2 separate regions of the Gossypium arboreum genome follow, and region 2 is linked to region 1. A link is a contact called in public Hi-C data. All regions are on one chromosome and are shown on one strand. Each heading gives the region's core, a stretch centred on a gene start, on an enhancer-like site or on the middle of the called end of the contact. The rest is flanking DNA. Distances are from core to core; before and after follow the strand shown.

Evidence for each region. Hi-C and Micro-C count contacts between places; a contact is called where the count stands out from the background.
Region 2: a Hi-C map of leaf shows a contact between it and region 1, with 2.0 times the contacts expected there. The contact joins the promoter of LOC108467309 here to the enhancer-like site in region 1. A contact is called at or near these places in 2 of 5 Hi-C or Micro-C datasets (both in leaf).

Annotation. Positions count from the first base shown.
Region 1 is chr2:103,447,742-103,454,165 of ASM2569848v2, reverse strand. LOC108467281 (serine/threonine-protein kinase STY46) reads left to right here. Exons shown (of 16, transcript XM_017767880.2): 8 at 223-398; 9 at 475-582; 10 at 1,043-1,116; 11 at 1,280-1,455; 12 at 1,637-1,732; 13 at 2,287-2,367; 14 at 2,455-2,508; 15 at 2,612-2,746; 16 at 2,932-3,547. The coding sequence ends at 3,012. Among protein-coding and RNA genes, the nearest start is that of LOC108467281, 8.1 kb to the left of the region's middle. Within about 2 kb of position 3,000, at least 2 of the 2 cell types and tissues checked have an H3K27ac peak or open chromatin away from gene starts, as enhancers often do. A contact at or near this core is called in leaf, where this site is marked.
Region 2 is chr2:103,531,707-103,538,130 of ASM2569848v2, reverse strand. It overlaps LOC108467309 (heterodimeric geranylgeranyl pyrophosphate synthase small subunit, chloroplastic), which reads left to right and starts at 2,648. Exons shown (of 2, transcript XM_017767935.2): 1 at 2,648-3,252; 2 at 4,057-4,838. The coding sequence starts at 2,899. The coding sequence ends at 4,722.

The DNA of each region.
Region 1 (6,424 bases), core at 1,751-4,250:
CAAATCCTAATTGGTAAATATTTGTCTTCTAATCTGAATAAGCATTTTGGATGTGTTCCATGCTTTCCGCTGACAAGTGATTGGTACAGTGTAAATGCTGAAATGCTTAATGTGTATAGAGAAATGAACATTTTTAATGTGAAAGTTATAATTTATCTGCTAAAAGGTTGGCCTATATTATGAGCAACTCAAACAGACTTTCTTTCAATGGGTTTTCTGCAGAAGCAATCTTGGCTGAAGCAACATTCCTTTTCTCCTAAGAGGGACAATGAGAAAATGGGGACCAATGCTTATCAGAATTTTGTGGCAATTCCTAATGATGGGACCGATGTTTGGGAAATTGATCCTAGACACTTGAAGTTTGAAAACAAAGTTGCATCTGGGTCATATGGGGATCTGTAAGTGAAATAATTACTTTCTGATGCAGGTTTCTTTTTGAAGCTTCAATACAATTGCCTTTTTTTTCTGTTTCAGGTATAAAGGTACTTACTGTAGTCAGGAAGTGGCTATTAAGGTCCTCAAGCCAGAGCGTTTAAATACTGATTTGCAGAAAGAGTTTGCCCAGGAAGTTTTTATCATGAGGTTTGCGCTGAAATGTCTTGATGAATTCTAAATTGTGCTCCCTACCCTCCCACCTCCTCCACAAAAAAGAAAAGTAAAGTCTGAAGTGGTAGTTTTCCCCAAGTTATCCTCAATTTGTTGAATATTATAATCTGAAGTCAAGAGGTATCTTTGTTTGTTGTTTGAATGCCATATTGACTCAGATCGGTGATCAACTGATAATTGTAGGCTTCTCCAGTTGCTGCGTGTTTCTTATTTATTTTTAATACTTCATGTATTCTTATAGAAAGAAAACCAGTGAAACTCATGCTAATTTACCATAGCAAGTAGCCGCTTTGGGTTTTAATGTCTTTGATCGGTTTTCTCACTTTTAATTCTTCCATCATGAAATCCACATAATTTATATTTTATCAAATAGAGTTCTACTTTGTTCCAGGAATAATCTATTCTGTTAATCAACAATTTTACTTCAAATTTGCAGGAAAGTTCGGCATAAGAATGTTGTACAATTTCTTGGTGCATGTACCCAGCCTCCTAACTTGTGTATTATTACAGGTGTCCTACCGATTCTCTATTGTCTTTTATTAATTTGATGAAAGTGAGATTTATGAATATTTCTATCTCTTTCTCTCTCTCTCTCTTTGTTTTTCTTTTGTAATTGAAAGAAAATGCTAATGCCAGTTTTCTTTCTGTCTTTTCCTTTCTTTTCTCTTTATAGAATTTATGTCTGGCGGAAGTGTATACGACTACCTTCACAAACAGAAGGGTGTTTTCAGGCTTCCATCGTTGCTTAAAGTTGCAATAGATGTTTCTAAAGGAATGAACTACTTGCACCAAAATAATATAATCCATAGGGATCTGAAGGCTGCTAATCTTCTAATGGATGAAAATGAAGTAAGATTCTTATAGTTGCTAAAGTTTATACATTGAGTTGAATTAAGCTTGTCTCTAATTATTCCTTTCCTTAAATCTTGCTTGAGAACAATCTCTCCTATAAACATGCCCTTTCTATAATTTATTGTGGTCAAATTAAATGCTAGCTTGATAAAAATTCTAATACAGGTTTGCCTTACAGGTGGTTAAGGTTGCTGATTTTGGGGTTGCTAGAGTGAAATCTCAATCTGGAGTTATGACAGCTGAAACTGGAACATACAGATGGATGGCTCCTGAGGTGAGCTCCTATCACAAAAGCTGTTAGAAACTGTTCCATGAATATCCCTAAACTTTCCTTCGGGTGTCTCGTGAAATATAAAAAAAGAAATGAAGATACAGCATTATAAGCATTAAGCAGTGTATAACTTTCTAGAAATGTGGTTTGGTTTAAGGAAGCTAGCTGATTCACTCAGTTAATTTCCATTAAAATTAAAATTAGAGAACTTAAGTACTTGATGAACCATGATGTAAGTTGTATTCTTTATTTGCTTTTTTTAACCCAAGTTTAAATCTAAGCAAAGAGTTTAGCCTCTTTTTTTATTCCAGTAAGTTAAAGTGTATTGACTGTTTTATTTGCCTCTTTATTGTCTTCACTTGTGTTTCTTTATCATGATTAGAAAGGAAAAAGGGTTTAATCTTGGTCAGTTTGTTCTCTTTACTCATTGTTGCTTTATGTTCCTCTTTAAAAGTAAATTGGTAATTGCATTAATCCGTTTGAGTTGAGATTATCATTCATCCTCTAATTGATTGTTCATCTGCTCATTTTCTTACCACAGTTCTTTTGTTTTGAAGGTTATTGAACACAAGCCATATGATCACAAGGCTGATGTTTTTAGTTTTGGAATCGTATTATGGGAGTTGTTAACCGGAAAGGTATTTCTCAGTCACTATCTTTTGTTTAATATGTTCAGGTTACATACATGAAGATGTCTGATGGTTTGTTTTTGTTTGCATTTGCAGCTTCCATACGAGTACTTAACCCCATTACAAGCTGCTGTCGGAGTGGTTCAAAAGGTATGCCTACTGTCTCTATCATCGACAAGGAAAGTCATTGGAGGATTATTTTGACAGTGCTTAGACAAATAGTAATCACTCTATTTATTCATATTGATTCTAGAATCTACGTCCTACAATTCCAAAGCACACTAACCCCAAGCTGGCTGAACTGCTTGAGAGTTGCTGGCAACAAGATCCTGCACTAAGACCTGATTTTTCTGAAATTATAGAGATTTTACAGCAAATTGCCAAGGAGGTTTGTTTTCATATTCTCCATTCAACTTATTTTATTTTCACAAATTATTCACCTGCGTCCAATGGCTCGACGACATACACATGGTTGTTTGCTCAGTTTTTGCCATTTTGTGCTTATATTGTTTTAAAAGCCTTTAATATGAACATCTATGTCAGATTTTTACGGTGGATAAATTTGCAAAACAGGTAGGAGATGACGGTGAAGATCGACGTAAGGAGAAATCTTCAGGAGGATTTTTGTCGGCCCTTAGGAGAGGCCACCATTAAAGTAAAAGACCAAGATATGTTTATACAGTGATATGTCGGCCGGGCCATTCCCACCATTTTCATCAACACTGTACAGTAATTCTTTTTTTTTTTTTTCCTTGTTTCCCCCATGATTTATGGTCGTCTAAAACAATGTCCATTCTTCTGCCTGCCGCCATTCCTATTCGAAGATAAAAAGAAAGAATTGCATTTTGTAGATTTGAATTCGTTGAATCCTGTTTTAAAAGTAATTGCATGATCTAGTTAGGACAAATTTTGGGTTCAATGTGATTCTCTTTATTGAAAAATTGACCTTGTTTTCGGAGCTACTAAATCGGCATTAGATCATTGTAAAACGTAGACTCGATTTGCAATTTGCTCCACTCAAAGGGTATTTTTCCTTTTTTATTTTTCCATACAATTGCTTTTATTTATTTTGTTAAATATATGTTTTGGGGAATATTTTGTATATGTATTTTAGCTTTGTTGTTGGGTTGACGTTATTGTTATTGTAATAATTTAGAGAACATGAATGTGGTATATTTAAGAGCATAAAGTATTGCATGAAAAATGTAACAAACATAACTAATGGTGGGATTTTCTTTAAATATGGAAAATATAAAACACTGTTCCATGTTATATTACATTTAAGAGTGTTTTATAAAATTGAGTAATTAATATTGAATTTAAATTATAAAATATGTTTTATATATTAATATTGTTTAATAAATATAAAAGGTAATAATTAAAAATCTATATTCAGTGATAGATAGATCTCTATAAACTTATCATTTCTTACAAATTTTTTTATAGAAAATATCTTTCATTAATTTTTTTAATTATAGGTTACCCGAATGTGGCTAAAATTAATTCACTAAAATATTAAAATTAAATTCTATTATGTCATTAATATATTAAAAATAAAAATTTGATAAATAACCGTTTATTTATATTTTGTTGCTCGGAAAGCAGCTCGATACTCCACGACTTTTATGTACCGTTGAAGTTTTCACAAAAAATTCAATTTATTTAAAAACTAAAACTAAAAAATGAAATATTGTATTTTATATTTAAAAATTATTTTTATTGGTTATATTTTAATATTTTCTTTCAATATTTGTGTACTATGAATTGATATGACAACAGGGCAAATTAGGTTAGTGTTTTTTTCTCACCCTAACCCCTACTCAACTTTTATTTTTGTATATTCCAACTTTTGAGTTTCGAATTTTATATAATACTTTCGTCCCACTTCAATTCTAAAATTGTAACGACTTGATTTTCAGTAATATCGAAAAATGCGATTTTAGAATTTCGTTTTTGTAAATCGAGTTTGTAAATATTAATTAGAGATATTTATGGAGTTTGAATATTGATGAATCGATATTTGGTTAGACAAATTATTTGAAAATGTGGTTAATTAAAGTCTAGAAACTAAATTGTAAAATTTTGATAGCTATAGATTTTTAATTAGGATAAATGTTGGAGGCTTAAATAGTAATTATCCAAATGACTAAAATGGCTAATAAACCAAATTAGAAAAATTGTTAGTGGATAATGATGAAAGGTGTCTATTAAATTAAGATAATTAGTTATTAAAGTTTAATTAATTAAGATTAAGATAATTAAACTACTTTAATTACAATTAAACCACACTATATGAACCAAATTAAGTGGAGAAAAGCTTTCATCTTCTCCACATTAACTGTCCACCATAGCCTAGAAGAACAGAAGAAAGCTTCAACCTTATTTTAACATTTGACCCTTAATTTCAAGTAAGTCCCTAGCCACTTTTCTTTGATTTTAAGGGAAATTGAATCATTGAAACTTTATTTAACTAGCCTATGTACCGTAAAACTTTTAAAGTTTTTGAAAGTTTCCATTGTTGGGATATAGATGAATTTGGTGTGAAATTGATAGAAATTAAGCTTAATTATTAGTTTCGTACATTAGGAACCAAATTGAATAAATGCAAAACTATTATGAAATTTTGGTAGGAATAGAAAGTAGGTCCTTAATGAATATATGTGAAATCGAATTTTAATTCGACGCTTTAGACATAAATTTATGCTTGTTTCGGGTTTAGGGACTAAATTGAATAAATTATAAAATATATTTTATAATGCCCTTACCCGACCCGATTGCCAAGTTCGGATATGGAGTGTTACAATTGAACTGGTCTGATCTAATACTTTAGCTAGAAAATTTGCCAAATGTCTATTACTTTACTTTGAATGGTTTTTACAATAGGAACTTTACGCCAAATATCATTTGACTACCCTGGAATTCTAAATTCTAAGAAAAGCTACTTAATTACATAATATCTAACCCTGACGAAGCCTCTGAAATTACCCTTTTCTATGGGCATGACACTATACTAACGATAATCTTCGATCTATCACTGTCTGGCTTGGTCCCTCATCAAGATCCTTAATCTCCCATCGAGTCCTGCAACATAGGCCAAAATTCTGTAAGTTCAAAAGAACTTAGTGAATTTCTCCACTACATTGCTCAAAAATAGACCCTATCATGCAGGAGTAGTAAAATGAAAAAAAACCCAACACGTTTAACTCCCTGATAATTTAGGACGGTTTCTCTCAATCTAGGATGGAAGACTTTGATTCATTTCCCGAGCTCGTCTATTGGCAGATAAATCGATAAGTGATCTTCTCCAGGTAGATCCTATTGCCATCTAATTGGATTTGGTAATTTTTTCAAATGTCTCGCAATAATTGCGAACTCTTCATTTTTTCGCCTACATTCTCTCTTTCTCTATATACTCATAAGGTTGTCCTCCTAATCTTCCATCCTAAAAACCCCCTTGGTTATGTCTTCCTTGGCGTACATTCCAAATCTGACTAGTCCCCAGTGGATTCTATTTTTTTCTTACTATAGTCCGGAAGGACTTACTGATATCCCATCAGCCAGGTTATCTAATAAGAACCCACGCCACTCTGGCAGATTAAATTTCATTTCACCCTGCACTCGTTTTGAAAAGTTGTTTGGATTATTTCCTCGTAATCTACCCTATTTGCGATACATTTCTTATAAGATGTACCAAGCCCGTGTGTGGCGGATTGTTTTGGCCTATAGTTTCCAACAAACTGTTACCTCAATGACCATTCGAGTTTACAATTTTTCTTATATGATGGTTCTCTACGGAACTAACTCCATGACAGGTGTAACCAAAATAGTTTCCCCTTAAAGAGGAATAGTCTTGACCAACATAACTGTCACTTGAATAGTCTCTATTAGTACCTCATTCTATCCTTAGGTTCCAACAATCCCCTCTTTTTAGAGTAAACAATCCGAAATTTAAACATTTGGGCCTCCTCGTATAAACTTCGATTTCAACGAAACATTATACTGGAAGTTATCTTCTCGTTACTCTTTCCAAGATCTTTCTCTAACATACAGAGTTTCTTTGAACACT
Region 2 (6,424 bases), core at 1,399-3,898, 84 kb before region 1:
AAATAATTATTTCATTTATAATATTAGAAATCCATACCCACAATACATTTGGAGAATATAAATATTTGACATATAAATATTATATATAAAGAAAAATATATCAAAAAATTAGTTGATGTTTTTATTATATATAAAAGAGTTATTAATTTCAAGTATTTTTAACATAATGATATATGTAAAATATATATTTTATTATATAATTATATAATTATTATTTGATTTTATGAATAAAAGAGTTATTAATTAAAAGATTTAAAAGATGAATTAAAATAAAAAATTTAAAACAATATATTTATTAATTAAAAATTAAAAAAAAGCTTGAAACAACATAAAATAAAAATTACAAATGTGTTTTGAAAATGAGAATTGAACAATCGAGAATTTTTGGAAGAGACAGTAAGAAGTTATCGAAAATTGTGTGTGTGTGTGTGTGTTTTCTAAAAATTGGGTTTAGTGGACAAAACAAATCCCTTCATCACATGTTTCGATAAAATAGATTGGATCTATGTTGAATTGCAAAGGTACATGTATTAATCAAATAAATGAATTTTGTTCTATTCTGATAAGCCAATTATGATTGGCTTTGAAACAATTCATTGCATTGATATTTATCAAACCCAATATCAATAAAACCATTTTACCCTCGTGAAAGTAGGGTACTCCAAATTAGGGAGTCCAAGAGTTTTATAAAACGTTTTGGTGGAAAAAATGTGAGTGAAAGATCACACTGAATTGAATTGGGTCCATGAATCTAAAAAATAGTGAGAATTATTAATCTCTCTCAATTTGAAAATCCAGGATTTGAATTGATGTCCTTTCATTGATTCCTCCTAAATTGCAATTATCTATCCTAAATATTTCATTTCAATTGGAATTTGGTTATTCATCATGTATGAGGATCCCCGCTAAGTATCCATGGCTAAATGGTTAAAGCACCCAACTCATAATTGGTGAATTCATAGATTCAATTCTTACTGGATGCACGCCAATGGAACCCTCCAATAAGTCTATTGGAATTGACTCTGTATTTATGGAATTTCATCATCTATACTAACGAATTCGTGTGGTATATTCATATGGGTCTTAAGAATGAAATTATTATTTAACCATTTAACTAAGGAAGTTAAAAATATTAATTAAAAATTAAAAAATCTTAAAACAACATAAAATAAAAAAGTACTAATGTGAGTGGGAGATGAATTGAACCTAAGACTCAAAAATAAAATCACTATCATTTAACTATCTAACTAAACAAACTAATTATATTAAAAGAAGTCAAAATTTGCTACTTAAAGGAAAAACGTGTCTAGTTGGGCGCGCTTTCTTACCAGTTGTATAGAAAGCACACCCAGCTGAATACGCTTTCACATACTCTCCTAAAAAACGATCGATTTCCTTAAATTTTCAAAAAATCAACCTATTTGACCAATAAACATTTTTTTTTGGCATATATAGCTAATTTAACCATTAATTCACTTAACTTACTAAATGAACAAAAGACACTAACTTATCCAATAAAAAATTATATCGATTATAATGGAATCTTATTTATGCTAATAATAAACCCCCAAAAACTATATAGTGTGGGTCAATAAGAGTGAGCAAATCTTGATTTGACTCAAATAAATTAAATTATTTTTTCAAATTTCTAGTTAAACGAATCGAGTTATTCGAGTTAATTTAATTTTTTTTTGAATTTTAATTTCGAATAAGTTTAATTTTCGAATTCAAATAATTCAAATAAATCAAATACCAAACTATAATATTTTATATTTTTACCCAAAACCCTCAACCTTTTTTACTTTCTCCCCAAAACTTTTACTCCTCTCCCATCCCACCCCCATCTACTCCAAACACATTTTTTCCCAAAAGTTTTTTGAATATTTTCTCCCGTTTACTTTCCCCAAAAATTTTATTCTCCCAACCTCATCTTTTTATTTTGCCCTAAACTTTTACTTTTTACCCTTTACCTTTAAATAAAAAATCATCCAAATTTTTTAAATCTAAATAGTAATAATTTTTAATTATTTCTGTCAATTTTTTAATTTATATCTACAATTTATATTATTAAATTAAATTTTACATTTTATACTATTTATATTATTGAATTGTTTAATCATATTAAATCTTTATAAATTTATGTTAAAATTAAATTATTGATGATACCATAAAATATTCGTGTTAAAATTTTATATTGGTATCAATTTCACATTTTATCTTTAAGATATATTTTATTAAAAATAACATTTTTATATTTAATATATTTTTAATTTCAAAATACATAGTGATAATAATTAGAAGATAATTGAAACAACTAAGTAAGCAAAGATGCTAACATAGTGACAATAATTAGAAGATAATTGAAACAACTAAATAAGTAAATATGCTAACTCATATATAAAAAATTAATAAATAAATTATGAGCATATGAAAGTTAGTAATAAATTTAAATATTTGATTCGAATTCTATCTTACTCGACTCGATTTATAAATATTTCAAATCAAGTTAGAATGATAAAATAAAATCAACTCGATTAATTCAAATTTTTTTAATTTAATTCAATCCAACAATTACCCTTAAAGTCAAAGATTAAATTGGCATGGACAAGATCCATTTTCTGGCAAAATGCCCTTAAAATTATAATGTGAAGATTGGACATATTCGAAATATGTGACTATGCTTCAAACTTCTGTACTCATTGTGAGTGCCTATTAATTTTTTCTTTTTCTTTGATCATAAACACTATCCTTTTGAGTTGCACTAGTAAATGGCTTTAATGGAGGAAATGGCTTCGTATGTCATAGTTGACTGACCTAACAAAATAAGTTTAGTTCATATAAAGGGAAAATTTCTACAATCAACTTTTACTGGAAAAAGGAAAAAGAGAGAGAGAAAGGATGGTTTTCTCAACGGTGTTAACATCAGTTCCAAATCTCTACCTTACCAGGAAACCCAAGGATATTCACATCCCAATTCGATGCCTATCGTCACCATCTGTATCAATTTCAAGTGAATCAAATTTGACCCAGTTCGATTTAAAGGCTTACTGGGCTACCCTTTATGCAGAAATCACTCAAAAGCTTGAAGAAGCAATCCCAGTGAAATACCCAGATCAGATCTATGAAGCTATGAGGTATTCTGTTCTTGCAAAGGGTGCTAAGCGAGCCCCTCCTGTTATGTGTGTGGCTGCCTATGAAATCTTTGGGGATAATCGACTCGCTGCTTTCCCTACTGCTTGTGCTCTTGAAATGGTTGCCTCCTCTTTTCCCATTTATCCAATTTCCTCTCTATTCACATGATTTGATCTGATTGTTCTTTAGTAACCACGCTTAGGTATCTGCTTTAAGGAATATGGTGTAAAACTTTGGTTGGATTACTTTATCTAGTTTTAATTCTATAAATTTTTATGAATCTTCCCTTTATGAAGCTCTAGTAGCTGCAGCATGTAATATCAAGCATTGGTTACTTTCTTCATAGAGTTTAATTTTTAGAGAATCAAAAACTAGAATTAGTGTTGATTATGAGAAAAGGTAACCTTTTCCCGAATGGTTTTTGGATTGTTTTTGAATGATTATATCAATGTTCAAATTAACATAAAATCTCACATGGAATGAGAATATAACCCTGGTGCAGTATACTTTTGAATTTGTGGTCCACTGAATTCAATCTTGGTTATAATTGATAAACAAATGGATCAGGATTTTATCATATTTATAACGAGAATCACTGTTTGACATTGAAGTAGGAAGAGTTATCTTTTTTTCTGAAGATTGCTGGGATTATGTTTGCGCAATATCATTTGCCTAAACTGAGTACAAAACTTAATTCAGAAATACAAGAAAAACAATTCATTGCTTTGTTAGAACACTCTTGAAGATTCACTGGCCATGGAAGTTTGTTTTAATATGTAGTATTCTTTGTTGCTAAATCAAAGAGATGTCTGCAAGTTGTTCTATTTAAACTGACGTTGTCTTTTATGTTGTCTGTATGTAGTTTAAATCGGTACCAGATGATCATAAGTGCAGGTTAGAACTGAACTTTTTTCATTTTTACAGGTTCATGCTGCTTCATTAATTCATGATGACCTTCCTTGCATGGATGATGCTCCAGAACGCAGAGGCCAACCTTCGAACCATAAGGTCTTTGGTGATGACATGGCGATCCTTGCTGGTGATGCACTCTTCCCTCTTGGCTTCCACCATATTGTCATGCATACGCCTCCTGAACTTGTTCCTGAATCCCGGCTCTTGCATGTGATTGCTGAGATAGCACGCACTGTGGGGTCTTCTGGCATGGCTGCTGGGCAGTTCCTAGACCTCAAAGGCGGCAACACTGTTGATTTTATCCAAGAGAAAAAATACGGTGCAATGGGTGAATGCTCTGCAGTGTGTGGGGGATTGTTGGCCGGTGCCAAAGATGACGAGATAGAAAGGTTGAGGAGGTACGGGAGAGCTGTGGGTGTATTGTATGAAGTGGTGAATGATGTTTTACTGTCAAAATTGACAGAAAAAGAAGGAACCGAGGGGCAGGAAAAGAAAGGTAAAGGTTATGTGAGCTTGTATGGGATCGAGAAGTCGATGGAAATTATAGAAGAGCTTCGAAGCAAGGCTAAGAACGAATTGGATGGCTTTGAAAAGTATGGTGACTGTGTGGCGCCACTCTATAGCTTCATAGATTATGCTATTAATAGAGGTTTCAATGTTAGTGACTTGAGTCAATGATGTGCTTTTTTTTCATGTTGGTGAATTTACATTGACGATTGCTGGTTATTGACCCGGTTAACATCAGTGTGTTTCTTGAAATTTTCTAAAATACATCATATGCAGAGGTACAAGAATAGCCATGTCAACTTCCTTTGTCTGAAATGGGCTGATGAATTTGCTTATAAGCCTTGCTATTATCTGGAAAAACCATTAACAGATCTTAAAAACCTCTTATAAAAAGGAAAAAGAAACAAAAGCATAGGGTTGACTTTCAGTATCAACTTGTTCTTTTGTAGGGTTTGTCCAAGCTCGAAGTTTGAACAAAAAGTATTAAGTTTAAAAAATGAGACAGATTTGAAGTAAAAATATTAAGTCTAAAAAATAAAACAGATTTAAAGTATGGATAGGGATTGGACTCTAGACTCTTAAGATTTGAAGTCATGTTTATAATGTGTTATTTTGTCCTTTTGTTTTATAATGTGTTGTGTTTTTTGGAGAATATTTTATAATGGTAATTATTTGATAAATTGTTGGTGGGGTTTTATAGATTTCACAGGATGTAATAAGTAACATATTTATTTATATAATTAATTTTTTTATTACACTCTATAATACATTTGTCAAACCCTTAACATGTTTGTGAAGTTTTTTCTAATGGCGTGGTATTAAATAATTTTCTATTTTATAATCAGCTAAATTGTTTATGTTTAGAAATTTAATGGAAATATATATAGAACAAATAATATAGACGAACTTAAAAGGGCTTGGATTGATTGCTTAAAAGATTAAATTACCCTCAAATAATATAAATTTATTTTAATTATAGAAGAGCATTTTGTAATTTTCTAATTGAGTTGGTGAACCAGTTGAGGGTAACAACTCAATAAAACACTTAATAAATAGTAAGTATATAGATAGATACACAAATCTATGAAAATTTAGAACACGGATATAAGTTATTAAAGTTTCAAATAAAAATTAAAAATTGCTTTAGTTCAAATGGTAAATAAAAATGTTTTATATGCATTGTGTTCTTAGTTCAAATCTTATTAAGGATAATTTTGTATTGATTTATAAGAATATAAGAAGACAAAAACACTCACATTATCATATAACTTTGCAAACACAACCGGTTTTTGGTTATTCCCTAATTGAGTTGGGACTCGATTGATGGGAAACACCAACTTAGTAAAAGATTTAATAAATAGTATACAAGTATCAATACACAAATTTGGTGAGAGAAAACACTTTATGTTAAAAGTTAACTTTTTACTAAAATTTATTTATTATTGCTGTAATAGTAAAAAAATTGTTTATAACTTTTATTAAACACAAGTTAAATCCCTATACATGTTAATTTTTACTTCTTTTATTTAAAAACTATATAAAAGTATGAAAACACAAAAAGGCCATCAAAATAATAATAATCATTTAATAAAAGGGATGGTAATAATTTCCTAATCGAGTTGGAATGCAGTTAAACCGTAACATTAACTCAATCAGGGGTTCTATTAATAACATATATATTATTAATACCATGCATGAGTCTAGCTTGGCTCATGAACACCTCTAAGTATAGGTAAATGTACTGAGCATGTCCTATTTGTTATACATCAGTAATCATCGACCCGAGTCCTAGAAAGGATCTATCTCGACTTGTGACCCAGATAGGTCCCACTAAAAGATTGAGTGTGAGGCAAACCACGAGAGGACATCAAAG